Linked DNA regions of Sus scrofa: region 1 is linked to region 2. The links are chromatin contacts, called in public Hi-C maps. All regions are on one chromosome and are shown on one strand. Each heading gives the region's core, a stretch centred on a gene start, on an enhancer-like site or on the middle of the called end of the contact. The rest is flanking DNA. Distances are from core to core; before and after follow the strand shown.

Region 1 (6,339 bases), core at 1,365-3,864, 610 kb before region 2:
AAAGACTTTTGCTTCTTGCATACTATTATGACTGCATGGTAATCTTACCCAGCTAGTGTTTTCTTAATGTCCTGGGGAGTCTGATCATTGTAAATTACCTGTGACATCTCATTAATCCTCTTTTTCCTCACAAACGCATAATTAATGGTAACATTGACAATAATACACAAATTAGCTAAGTGACGCTTTATGGTGTTGGTTTTGATTAACGTCAGGAACCCAAAAATGACATTAATGTAATGCAGATCCCAAAAGGCAGTCTGCCCTTTGACCCCAGACATACATTTTGTTTGCACCATCACCAAGATTAATCCTCCTCTGGATGAAGACGAGACAAAACTCTGGCCACTGGCAGTGTATGCCCGGCTGTTGGAAAACAAACCGCCTCAATTGCATTTGTTTAAGAAGGAAATCTTAATGCAGAGAAAACAACAGCGTTGTGTCATTTCCTATTGTCTAGTTAGGACAAAGATAAATGAGCAACTGTCATGATTTAGATCAACTGCTTTTCTGCTAACTTCCATTATTTGCGTATTTATGGAGCAGTGTTTAATTAAAAGTATACCTAGATGATATGAACCACATGATAAACTGATTGAAATTCCTTCTGCTTTCACTGTAAATGGTGTTTGGAAATCCAAACTGATTTTTATATGCATTTCATCCTACAGGACCTCTAAATGATGCATTTTTACTAACCCCAGGAGAGTGAAAAATCAATACCCTAGAAAATATTCTTTGTCTCTGACTTGAGTAACAAAGTGAAAGCACTAAAAGGAATTTGGATAAAGTAAACTTCTTTGCTTCAAAAGTGAGGCACCTTTGCAGAGAATGAGGAGGCTGATTTAGAAATACTTTTTGCAAATTATAGAAGAGAGTGACAGACACTCTACGTTAGTCACAGTATTGTCTATTGCTGCATCATCAACTTCTAAATTCAGGGTTAATCATATGACTTTATTAAGATCATGAACAGTTCCTTAATCACGATTTTCACAAATCCAAGTTGAGTACTGCATTTTTTAACCCTCCAAAGAAGTATAGTATGCTAATTTTTAAAGATGCAACCTTCTATTTTCCCCATAACAATTATTTATAGCTGAAAATTCCTAATGGTATACCATTTTTTAAAAAATAATTATAATAGTCCTTTCTTGATTAATTTGACATCTATTTATTTAGGCTATTTTTCAAAATGTTGTAAACCACAGCCCTGGCTAATGATCATATTCCATTTCGATAATGGAATAGGGAGAAAAGCCTTATTTTCATCCTTTTTTCCTATTATTCACATAAATAACTACCATTTGGATAATGCTTTATGGACAAAAATATATAATACATAAAGCAATGTAAAATGTGAAATAAATCCACCAAAATTGGAAAGGAAAATCACCAAAATTATTTTAAAAAATGTGTATTTGATTAAAAAAAGAGGAAGTTGAATATCTTAAAAGATGATTTTACTTGCTATGGGTATACATTTTCAATTATAATACTTCTAATCTCCATCCCTCTCCCCCTAAAAAAAAAATAAGAAAGCAGACTGCCTTACAACTGCTTGTCATAGCAATTTAATTTTGAAAAATGCCTTGTCTGTCCCCACTTGCAATATATTTATCATATGACTTGGTGTATATATATATGTGCTATTTAATATTATAAAATAATCTATTTGAAGAGGCTCAGGTTTTTCTTTTTATCTGTTTAAATTTATTTTAAAATCAAAAGCAGCTATTTTAAATAGACGTAGTATCAGTTGCACCAACTTTCACCAGCACACAAACCCATTGGAAAGCAAACTGAAATTTAAGGGGCAACAGGGATTCCTTATAGAAGTCATATTTTCAGTCAACCTAACTAAACCATAAATTGAGATTACAACAATAAATTATTATTTTATTATTTTGGCAGGAATAAGTACAGCACTGAATTTTGAAAGAGATTTTGGCTTAATTCATATGTTAAATTGGTCAAGCTAAACCAGTCCTAGAAGAAATTGAAAGTGGCCTTACATTAGATAGAAACCCACATTAGGCACTCACCACCAAGCTAATTAGTAATCAATAAATTTATTATGGAAATTCAATTCCTTTACACCACTGCAAATCCTAAAGAACAGGATGATTGAAACCTTCAAATTAAAAAAAAAAAATCCATCAGTGACAATCTTTTAATCAGAGGCATTTATAACATGGTTTTAATGTAGCTGTAGTAACATCTTTAACTAGTTAAAAATACTCAGCAAGCTATAAAACCACTTTCTTAGATGAGTCCTCTGTAGCAAACTGTTTGAAACCTCCCAAAGTGCCTTCATCTGTATTTTTTTTAGCAGTTGCGATGAATATTACTTTTAGTCCAAATGTATTATTTTCACTTTTCAATTTTAGGCAGGTTCAGAGGGAGCAATCTGTCAAGCCATAATTTTATAGAAATCTCTTTTTCAGGTTTAAACGTGTGGTACACTGAATTTTAATAAGCTCCAATAGTTGTGCCAAGTTACTTGTTGTTCTAAGGAATTATTTCATGCAAATAAAGAAGCGGCTGTGTGGGAAAGCATGTTTTCTTAAGTGTTTAATCGGACATTTCCATCCCACAAGACTTGGTAGACGTGTTTTTGCTTTGAAAACATATCTTATCAGGGTGGTTGGTGTAAAATTCTTGTCTGTTTTCTTACCTTTGAATTTGAGCTCTATTTATAAGACTCAGCTGAATGATGTCTACAGCTAAGGAATTTCCTTACCAGGGAGTTTTACATGAACACGATTAATGAGAAAAGTACCACGAGCCATGGAGCAGGGTGTCAATTTAGGTTTCCTGTACAGGCTAACCTTATCAAAATGTCCCCCTGTACATGGGAGAAAAAGACGTGACAACGTGGTTAACTATGTATCTGCTTTTATCTTGCTAATATTTTCCTCTTGATAGAATATCTTTCCAGAATAAACAAAAGGAGGTGAATTCTTCATTCCTTATTTGTATATGCAAGGGAAATGGGGTCCCTTTTCCCTGTGGAAGGCACTGGCCTTTCTCACATGGAACAAACTGCTGGAGAAACTTGGTTTAGACGAAATGCAAATATTTAATCCTCGAATCTATATTTTGAAATATAACATGGTATTTTCTGTAAATCTCTGTGTGATGACATATTTCATAACATTACATAAGGTTTTCCATGCATTTTTACTCACAGAAGAACAGTTTGCAGAAAATCACAACATTGTACTATACATCTCCAGCAAGTTAATTTTCACTTTAATGTGATATACAGTTTATGGAAAAATAATAGTTATTTAGGCATAACAGCACTTACCTGTTGCTGTGGGAAAATTCCTACCCTCAAAAATGTGCTTTTACTTCAGTTATTATTAGCAGGCTGTACCAGTGCCTGAAGATTTTTATAAACAGAACCTTAAATCTGCATGTTGGTTGAGGGGCTTCACTTTTTCAGACAACTGCAGATGAAGCAGCACGACATAAAGTCAAATCCAGAGAACATTCCTATACATGCCTCAACTTTGGTGTTTTGGTAACTGCCCTATGGAGACTGTCCTTTATTAAGACTCTTAATGAGTGTTCTGCCTGTATTTTTCTACCAAGAATGTCAAATAAGGTTTGAAAGCAAATGTAAACTGTCATGCAAGTGACACACACTAAAAATAGCCCTATAAATCTGTTCATTTTGTTTAGAGAGTCTCCAGAGTTGTAAAAAGTAGGACTGCTCAGCTTTATTATTTGTTTTGGAAAGACTAATTCTGTAGAGAATAGGCCACTGATAATGCTAGATTACATTAGAGAAGATTTATTAAGACTGTCTCTAGATTTTGTATTTTAAAAAAAAAGGATATTTTTTTTTCCCGTCCTTATTCTCCAAATAATCTACGAGATAAACTGGATGGAACCTAGAATGGCAAAGAAATTTGCCCATTTAGTCATTAGAACTAAGATTTTGAAAGGATCACACTTCTCTAAAATGAAATTAATTAAAATTTCTAATAGAATGCTCATTCCTATTAACCTGTCAAATACGTTGTTTCCAGTGTTTCCAATGACAGAGTAACAATATTTATTATCCAACATACCATGAGTTTTTAAAAATAACTCCAGAAGAACATTTTTAGAACATTTACAAGCCAAATAGACAACTAAAAACACACACACACTCAGACACTTCCCTGTGAAAAATAGCTTTTTTAATTTATAATGTTTGATGGAGGATGTGTTTTTAGGAAACCATGTAATCTGAATTTGAGGTATGGGGTGATGGAGTAAACTTGAAGGAGGGAGCATGAGTCTCCCATCTGTCAAGGAGGTTTAAAAAAGGACTTTATCTCTTCTCTTGAGAAAAAGTTTAGGAGTTTAAACTCTTCCTTTTCCCTTTCCTTGTGATAGTCAATAGAATTTCTTGGACTGGCTGGATGGCTTTGCATTTCAGCCAAGATTGATTGCAATCTAAGGCTTTGTTTTTGGATATCTTATCCCAATGGAGGCGTGTATAAACAGACGAAATGACTAAATTGGGCAGCAATCTGACCTTCCAGAAGAGAGGCAGTTCAAAAACTCTACCAACTCTTCTTTGAGGAAACAAGAATATTGTTACTTAACAGAATCTTACAGTTTAGTTGTTTTTCTTCCACATGGCCAAACTGTACATGGAATTATTAAGAGGAGTTTTCAGGGCTTCGGGCCTCCTTTCCCCCCACCACCACCCCAAGTTCAGAAAGAAAAAAAAGTGTTGCTATTCATGTGATAATTGTCAAAACCATGATAAGTGCCAAACAAGACAGTGCCAAGAAATCATTAGTTCAGTGTACGTCTTGGATTTCTGTAATGTTCAGTTAATGGGCCAGATTTCATCAGACCTTTTTTTTCTTGTTAAGTTCTTCTCGGTTTGTTTATGGCCATCTTTTAAGTAATTGTGTACGTCAGGCTCACAGTGATTCTGCGTGAGTTAAATATTTCAAAAACCTGAAATACTGCTTTTGACAACTTTTTACATTCCATTCTCATTACTTATATTTTGGCATGCTAATTCAGAAAACCAAAGTGCTGCACTGAAAAATTTACCGGCCCCATCACAGCCAAAACTTATACCTCAAGCACATAAAACAGAGAAGGAAAATAAAATAACCAACTATCTCTAAATCTTAAAAATAACTGTGATGCATTTAAAAGAAAGTTAACACACAGAAACATTTAAGAACATTTTTTTAAAAAGCATCATGTTATTTGTTGATATAAAATCTTTTCCATAATGCGTCAAACCCATAAAGTTTTATTGTCTCTTCCTACATAGTTCATAGAAAACCATCACCATGAAAACAGAAAATATTACAATGATAGTAATCAACCAGGACTTGGAAAAACAAAGGAAAAGGAATAGTACAATTTTTGTTTGTAAACCTATTGACATAAATAGTCTGACCTGTCACAAATTACCTTTCAGCTACCGTATGTTATGTATAGACCAGTCAAAACTGATAACATTTTGCTTTCATCAGTTTTGTGTTAAATTCTGAAAACCTGAAATGTTTATTGTAGTGAGGTAACACAATGAATCTAGCAAGCACCCATCCCCTGTACATGTTTACTTGGGTAAGAATTCATAAATGGGAAATGTTTGGACTAACAACAAGGTTATTGCTTCTAAAAGGCAGTTCATGGGTTGTTTAATAGTATTTTAAATGTCTGCTAATGAGAGTCACCAAAAAAAAAAGCATAGAAGAGTAGAGAATTGGTTCCAGAGGCAATCACACAGTAGTCAGGAAGATTAACATGCCACTAGGGGACAGCAGAAAGTCACAGAATGAGGTAGTGCCAGGGAGACCAGAACAAAAGGCTTTTCTTTGTCGCGAGTGAGAGAGAAAGAGAGAAACTAAGATGTATATCCAAACCAAAATCTTGTACAAGTGAAATGTTCATAACAGTATTTTTTAAGCAGTAAAAAAAATATTTGCAAGGATCTATTTTTAGATTGCTAAGCCCTTTGTACCAGAATGTTGTAAAATATACTATCATCTTGGCAAAATAAATTCAAATATGGACCATCTATTTTCTGCAGTTGAGAGTGAAGGAAAGTTTTAAACAACAGAAAATAATCGTGAATTGCAAAATAATTAGACCTAAACTATCAGTGACAAAGTACAGCTGTGAAATACTGAAAATTTGTTCAACAAAGCTAAACATACGCAGAACCCATTCCATTTTCAAAGAGGATTATCTGAAGAAATAAAAGTAACTAGAAAATTGATCAAACTAACCAAATATTCTAGAAATCAAGCTGTTTACCCAGAACAAAATATAGTTGCAGTCTTTATGCACAATGTTGATTATTGGTTT
Region 2 (5,630 bases), core at 1,047-3,546:
AACAACAACAAAAAACGACTTCACTGTACCTCCTTGGCTGCACTCTTGTAAACTAGGCTTCGCTGGGGGACACGATCTCACACGTAATAGGGTCTATCATCAAATTACCGGGAGGATTCAGATCTTCCTAGGAAAACGAATTTGGAAATATAAACACTTTTCCTTTCTTTTTACTTAAAAGCCGTGAAAGGAGAAAAAGAAACAATACATAGAAATGATCGGCACATTTTACCTTTAAAAGCTTTTGAACTCCATCAAAAGATACAAGTTGGAAGCAGAATTGACAGTTTTAATTCTACCCGTTTTCACCTGGCACGTCAGATCAGAGGCAATCATTTATTTTATTGGGGGTAGATGGGAAAGTCAGATAGAAAGCTTGAATCCACTGAAGTTTCTGTCCTAAAAAATCACGGGAGAAACTAAAGACGTTTATTGAAAGGCAAACATTCCACTGCTACGCACTTTCTGTCTAGACTAATTGATATTTATACATTCACATTCTGCCTAATTTTATGCTTTTAATTTTGTTTTCTAGGATTCCCTCCAAGACTGATAGGAAAGACAGGGCCACTTCTGGACTATCTGTGAGGATGTATTTCTTTCTATAACACTGAAGCACTTTTTATAAACCTTTTTATGTATTTAAGTAAATCTATTTGGACACAAAGAAAAGCTATACATACGAAGATAGCTTGGCTTTATGCCGGCAATCTCAGCATTGGGGAAAAAAATCACAATCCAACTGAAAAGCTTTACCATACCCAATCTTGGGGCGGGGGGGGGGGGAAGAAAGGAAAAAAAAATAAGAAAAGAAAGAGAGAAGCAAAGCAAAAGAAAGTTTCCTGCGTGCATCTGCATGTCTTCGTGTGCACGTTTATAAACATCTCGCAGTCCGTGTTTGCCTGTTACCTCCTTCCTGCACACACTTGAAGGCAGAGGCGTCGAGGGATCGCCCCCAGAGAGCTGTGTTTACTTAGGTTTTTTTAATCTCTCCGCCATGTATGACAAGTGTTACTTCAAGAAATTCATCAGCCTTCTATAGATACTTCCAGTTTTGCTGTAATGATCTGCAGAAGAGAACTGCCATCACTTTCTCACATCCCAAGTGTTGCAGGAACTCAGAGAAAGGGGAGAGTTCTCGGCTCAAACGCTTAATTACAGTGGAGGAGGGAGGGGCGCGAGGCGGGACCGAGGGAGGGGAGTGAGGAAAGTTTTTACCTGGCCAGTACCAGAAGGAAGCTGCTCATCCTAGCTAGCGAATATTTGGGAAAGGTAAGATGGCTTTTTTTTTTTTTTTTTTTTTTTTTTGGTAATGCCTTTGGGGAGAAGTGATACCCTTGTGTAACAATTAGCTCAGACAATAAAAATAATTGGAAAATCAGTTGGAATTTCTGAGTTTTTAATTACGTTTAATTTTGCACTAAGCCGGAAAATTACGAATGCCCCTCAATTAAACACACTCCTCTTGTAAAGCGTTTAACAACAATTATTCCTTAATCAGTCTGAATGTGAGTCACAAATGATGCTTTTCCACATCAAAGGGACGTCCTTTGACGTTACCTTTTAGTCATAAGAGGATTAATTCCTGTAATTAGAGGGATAAATATGTGCATAAATACATCTTTCACTCTCCTTTAAACACACACACAACACTTTCACTCTGTGTGATTAGTGGCCGGCTCTAGCAGGGTAAGGGTTTTTAATTGTCCGCTTCGGCCGGACACCCCTTGGCTGGCGGGCGAATCGAAGCGAGGCCACGCGGGCGCGAAGCACAGATCCCCTAGTGGGACACGCGCGCGCGCACGTGTGCACAGAAACGCACACACGGGTCAGGCGGCAGGTCCGAGGCTCGGGGTCCCCAGGCCCCCGCCAACCCTGGTGCGATCCTCGCCAGACAATAACCCTCCCCCATGCTCGGCCCCGCCCGGCGCGGCCAGAGAGCCCCCTGCCTGTGGTCCGCTTGGCCTGGAGCGCGGGGTTCCTGCACTAAGCCGAAGCTCCAGGTTGACTCTTCAGGCTACAAATAAAAATTGAGCATGACCTTTTAAAACTCCGGTGTGAATATCTCATTTACCTAATGACTTTATGTCACCTAGGAAGAAGGTCAATTTCCTCTTAACCTTTCCCCCGCTGCTGCAGTAAGCATTCTTCCCTAATCAATGGTGGCTGGAATAATCAATTCCCATTTTATGATCGCTGACAAACTCAATCTCGGAGCGGGGTGTGAGCGCGGCGCGGCTCGCTTGGGCCTGGACAGAGGTCTCTTCGGGTACATCCAGCTCCGCCCGGCGCCCAAGGAAGCTGCCCGCTCTGCCGTCGAGTTCAGAGAGCTTGGCAAACTTCCCTCCCCCAACCGCCGCGGTGAGTTCTGAGTTGTCACTAATCCGAACCTGATATTCACCAGAGCTCCTTCGGTCACCGACAATGCTCCCCGTTGCTGCTGCTGGGCCTCCCACCCGACCCTCCTCGGCTCGTTTTCATTTCAAAGTCTAGAGGCAGGGATTGCCCCAACCAAAGGAGTGCGTTTGCTTGCGTGCCTGTGTGTGTGTGTGCGTGTGTGTGTGTGTGCGCGCGCGCGCGTTTGCGTGTGTGTGTTTTAGTTTCATTTACATTTTAAAAATTATTTTTGCCTTCTTCGGCGTGGATCTCTCAGCTCTTTCACTCTGTCTCAGCCCGGCTCACTTTGCATAAACAAAGCAACAACAGAAGCTCAGAGTGGGTGGATTCGTGTGGAAATGAAGTCAACTGGCAGAGTTCTCTCTCTTTTCCTAGCTTCTTTCCTTCCCCCCTCCCTCTCCCATCTTTCCTTCCTCTTTTCTTCTCTTCTTCCTTCTCTACCACCCCCTACAATATTCATCCTAAAAGACAGGTTTTTTAGATATCACTTTATCCTTATTTTCCGTTCCCCAGTTTGGGGAAATTACCAGGAAAGTTACTAAATCGAAGCTAATTTGAAAGTGACTTTGGGATAGGTTCAACATTCTTGATCTTTCCAGGGCCTACATCGGAGCCCCTTTCACCTCTCAATCTCTCATAAAGCAGAGGTTGGCTCTTACCCTCACAAGGCTTGTTTGACAAGTAGGCACTCAGCACTGGTTCACCAGGGGCACTGGACTCTCTTTCCTTTTATTCTGCCCTAGCCCCATTCTCACTACCAAGACATGATGAAATTACTGATGATTATCAAGTAATCGAAAAACTTGCTTAGCAAGGGTTTGACCGCAGGCAAGAAAATCTCTTTTCTTGGAAAAGATTTCCTACACCCAGGTTTTTTTGTTTTTGTTTTTTGTTTTTTGTTTTTTCCCCAGACTTTTTATGATTAACTAGCTAGTTAAAACTAAGCCCCAAACTGAACATTTTCTCCTGAGAGTATTCACTCAGGTTTTGTTGATGGTCTTTGAAGAGTTAAGTAAAATGCTGCTCCCCCCAAAAGAAACTCAGCACCTTACTACTCAGGGGCTGACATTGTTACAATTGAGAAGTTTGTCAAACAATCAAAACTAAAAATGTAACTATTCTCCTTTAGCAGAATAAATGATAAATTGCTTACCCTGGTGTAAAAAACAAACAAAAAAGGCCTCTGAGTTCAAGATGAGGCATCTCTGGGTCAAAACACTCACTGTTCACTCAAAAGAGACTCCTTGGGTCCTGGTAGGAACAGAGGCAGCTGGCATTCTTGCTTTGGGCCTGAAGGCTCTAGAACTGTGACCTCTGAGAGGCAGTGAGAATGGGCAAGGTGCAGGACCCAACCTGGGATGGGCCAGGCCAAGTTCTCAGTATTGTCACTTCCTTTCTTGCTTCATTCCAGGAAGTACATTTGCAGCTCTAGTTGAATTAGATTCTGGATTTAAATGAGCGTTGAGGGCTGGTCCAGCCGACTCACAGTTTATAACAGCCTGGCTTTTAGAAGATTCATTTCATGGTCCCAACAACCGAAGTACAGACTTTCTGGGACATAACATGTTTAGGTCAGAAGACATTTGTGTAGGAAGAGTTCCCCATTACTAGGTGTCCTGAGTGGGACTTTCATCTCTATTTGACAGATTGGGGATGGGCCCCTTGACCTCAGATAATTACTACAGGGCTTTCCCCTTAAGCAAATTTAATTCTCACACAAGAAGTAATTAACAACCTCTGACTGCTCACTCTCTATGAGAATTTTCTTTCCTTTTCTTATTTTAAGGACCCTCATAGGGATATTGAATAATACGTTTAATATTAGTTTTTAGTTTCACTTCAATTAAATACCTTGCATTTTGCTTGCTCCTTCCACAGTTGATGGAACACATTTAGCATAGTCATGGGCTGTGTTCTCATTCTAGCACGTGAACTAGGAAATCCAACCATCAGCTTACTCCTCTCTTTACTTCCCACACTACTGCTAGGTTACTCATGGGACAAGGAAAATTCTTTGTGCTTAGTTTAGAGAGCATGTCGGAAGAAAGATTTTCTTTTTTAACAATAAAAAAATGTTACTCTCTCATCTGACTTTCTAACAATCTTGTCCCTACCAGTGTCTCTCTCGCTCAGGGTTATAAGTCAAAATTACATGTCAAGACATAAACTGTAAGTAGAGGAACAGGAAGAAGGGCCACACAGACCACTAGCTTTTCAAAGGTGACTGAGGTCTCTGCAAGGGTCATGTCCTAAATGGAAAGACATCTCTTTCAAGCATCTCTAAAAGAGAAGGTTGAATTAAATCCCTTCTGTGGCTGTTTCTGCTCCTGGAAGGACAAAAGAGAACTCCCTAGCAGATCAGTCAGGAATCCAAGATAGGAAGGGGGTGAAACCCGTTCTGTCCTATGCTAATTGTGTAATCTCAAGAAGCCTAACCTCTTCGAACCTCAGGAATCTCATGTTTAAAATCAGGATAACTACAACTTAATATTACTGGATATCTTCTGTGGCCCCCCCCAGATCCACTCTTTCCGTTCTCCACTTGGCTCTGTGATTCTGGAGGCTATTATGGATGGTTTCAGAATGCTACCTTGGCCTTTGCTTCCTGCTGGGTTTTCTCAAAGTGGGTACAGTGAGGTCAAGTGCTGGTCTCCAGGGTCCCTGTACACTGGCTGCATCCCAGCCACAGCACAAGCAGCCATTTTCACAGGGCTCTCTTTCTCTGGCTTCAGGTAACCACTTCCCTCCCCTTTACCAGCCATGAGGCACTGCATCATCCCTTGTGGTTTCCTAACACACAGCTCACACCTTTTTAATATAGTTCCTTTATGAAGCACTCCTCAAATTACACAATTTGATATGCACCATCTGTTTCCTGATGGACCCTGACTGATATACCTAATAAACTTGTTTGGATTAAAATTAAATGAGATAATGTATGTAAAGCACAAAGCACAATTCCTTGCATACAGTAAAAGCTTAATAAATAAAACTTTTTCTTTGCCATTATTATCTGCTGCATCCCTTACATTTTATATATGAGGAAATGGAGGCCCCAAGTGGTTAAGGTACTAATTCAAAGTCTAATTAACTCAAGATAGTAACAACCCTGGGACCAAGTCCCTGGACTAGCAGCTCTCAGTTCACTGCTCTTTCTACAGCAGCTTGTTGAGCAAAACAGATGGGGGAGGAGGGAGACCCTTTTGTCGTAGATGTCACAAAAAGGGTTAGAT

What was found. A called contact is a pair of places that touch in the nucleus more often than the background predicts.
Region 1: a Hi-C map of fetal heart ventricle shows a contact between it and region 2, with 7 times the contacts expected there. The contact joins two enhancer-like sites. A contact is called at or near these places in 1 of 5 promoter capture datasets (liver) and 7 of 47 Hi-C or Micro-C datasets (alveolar macrophages, brain, embryonic fibroblasts and 4 more).

Annotation. Positions count from the first base shown.
Region 1 is chr1:134,607,051-134,613,389 of Sscrofa11.1, reverse strand. No RefSeq gene overlaps it. Among named protein-coding and RNA genes, the nearest start is that of C1H15orf41, 71 kb to the right of the region's middle. Within about 2 kb of position 2,614, at least 7 of the 83 cell types and tissues checked have an H3K27ac peak or open chromatin away from gene starts, as enhancers often do.
Region 2 is chr1:134,000,372-134,006,001 of Sscrofa11.1, reverse strand. No RefSeq gene overlaps it. Among named protein-coding and RNA genes, the nearest start is that of MEIS2, 10 kb to the left of the region's middle. Within about 2 kb of position 2,296, at least 27 of the 83 cell types and tissues checked have an H3K27ac peak or open chromatin away from gene starts, as enhancers often do.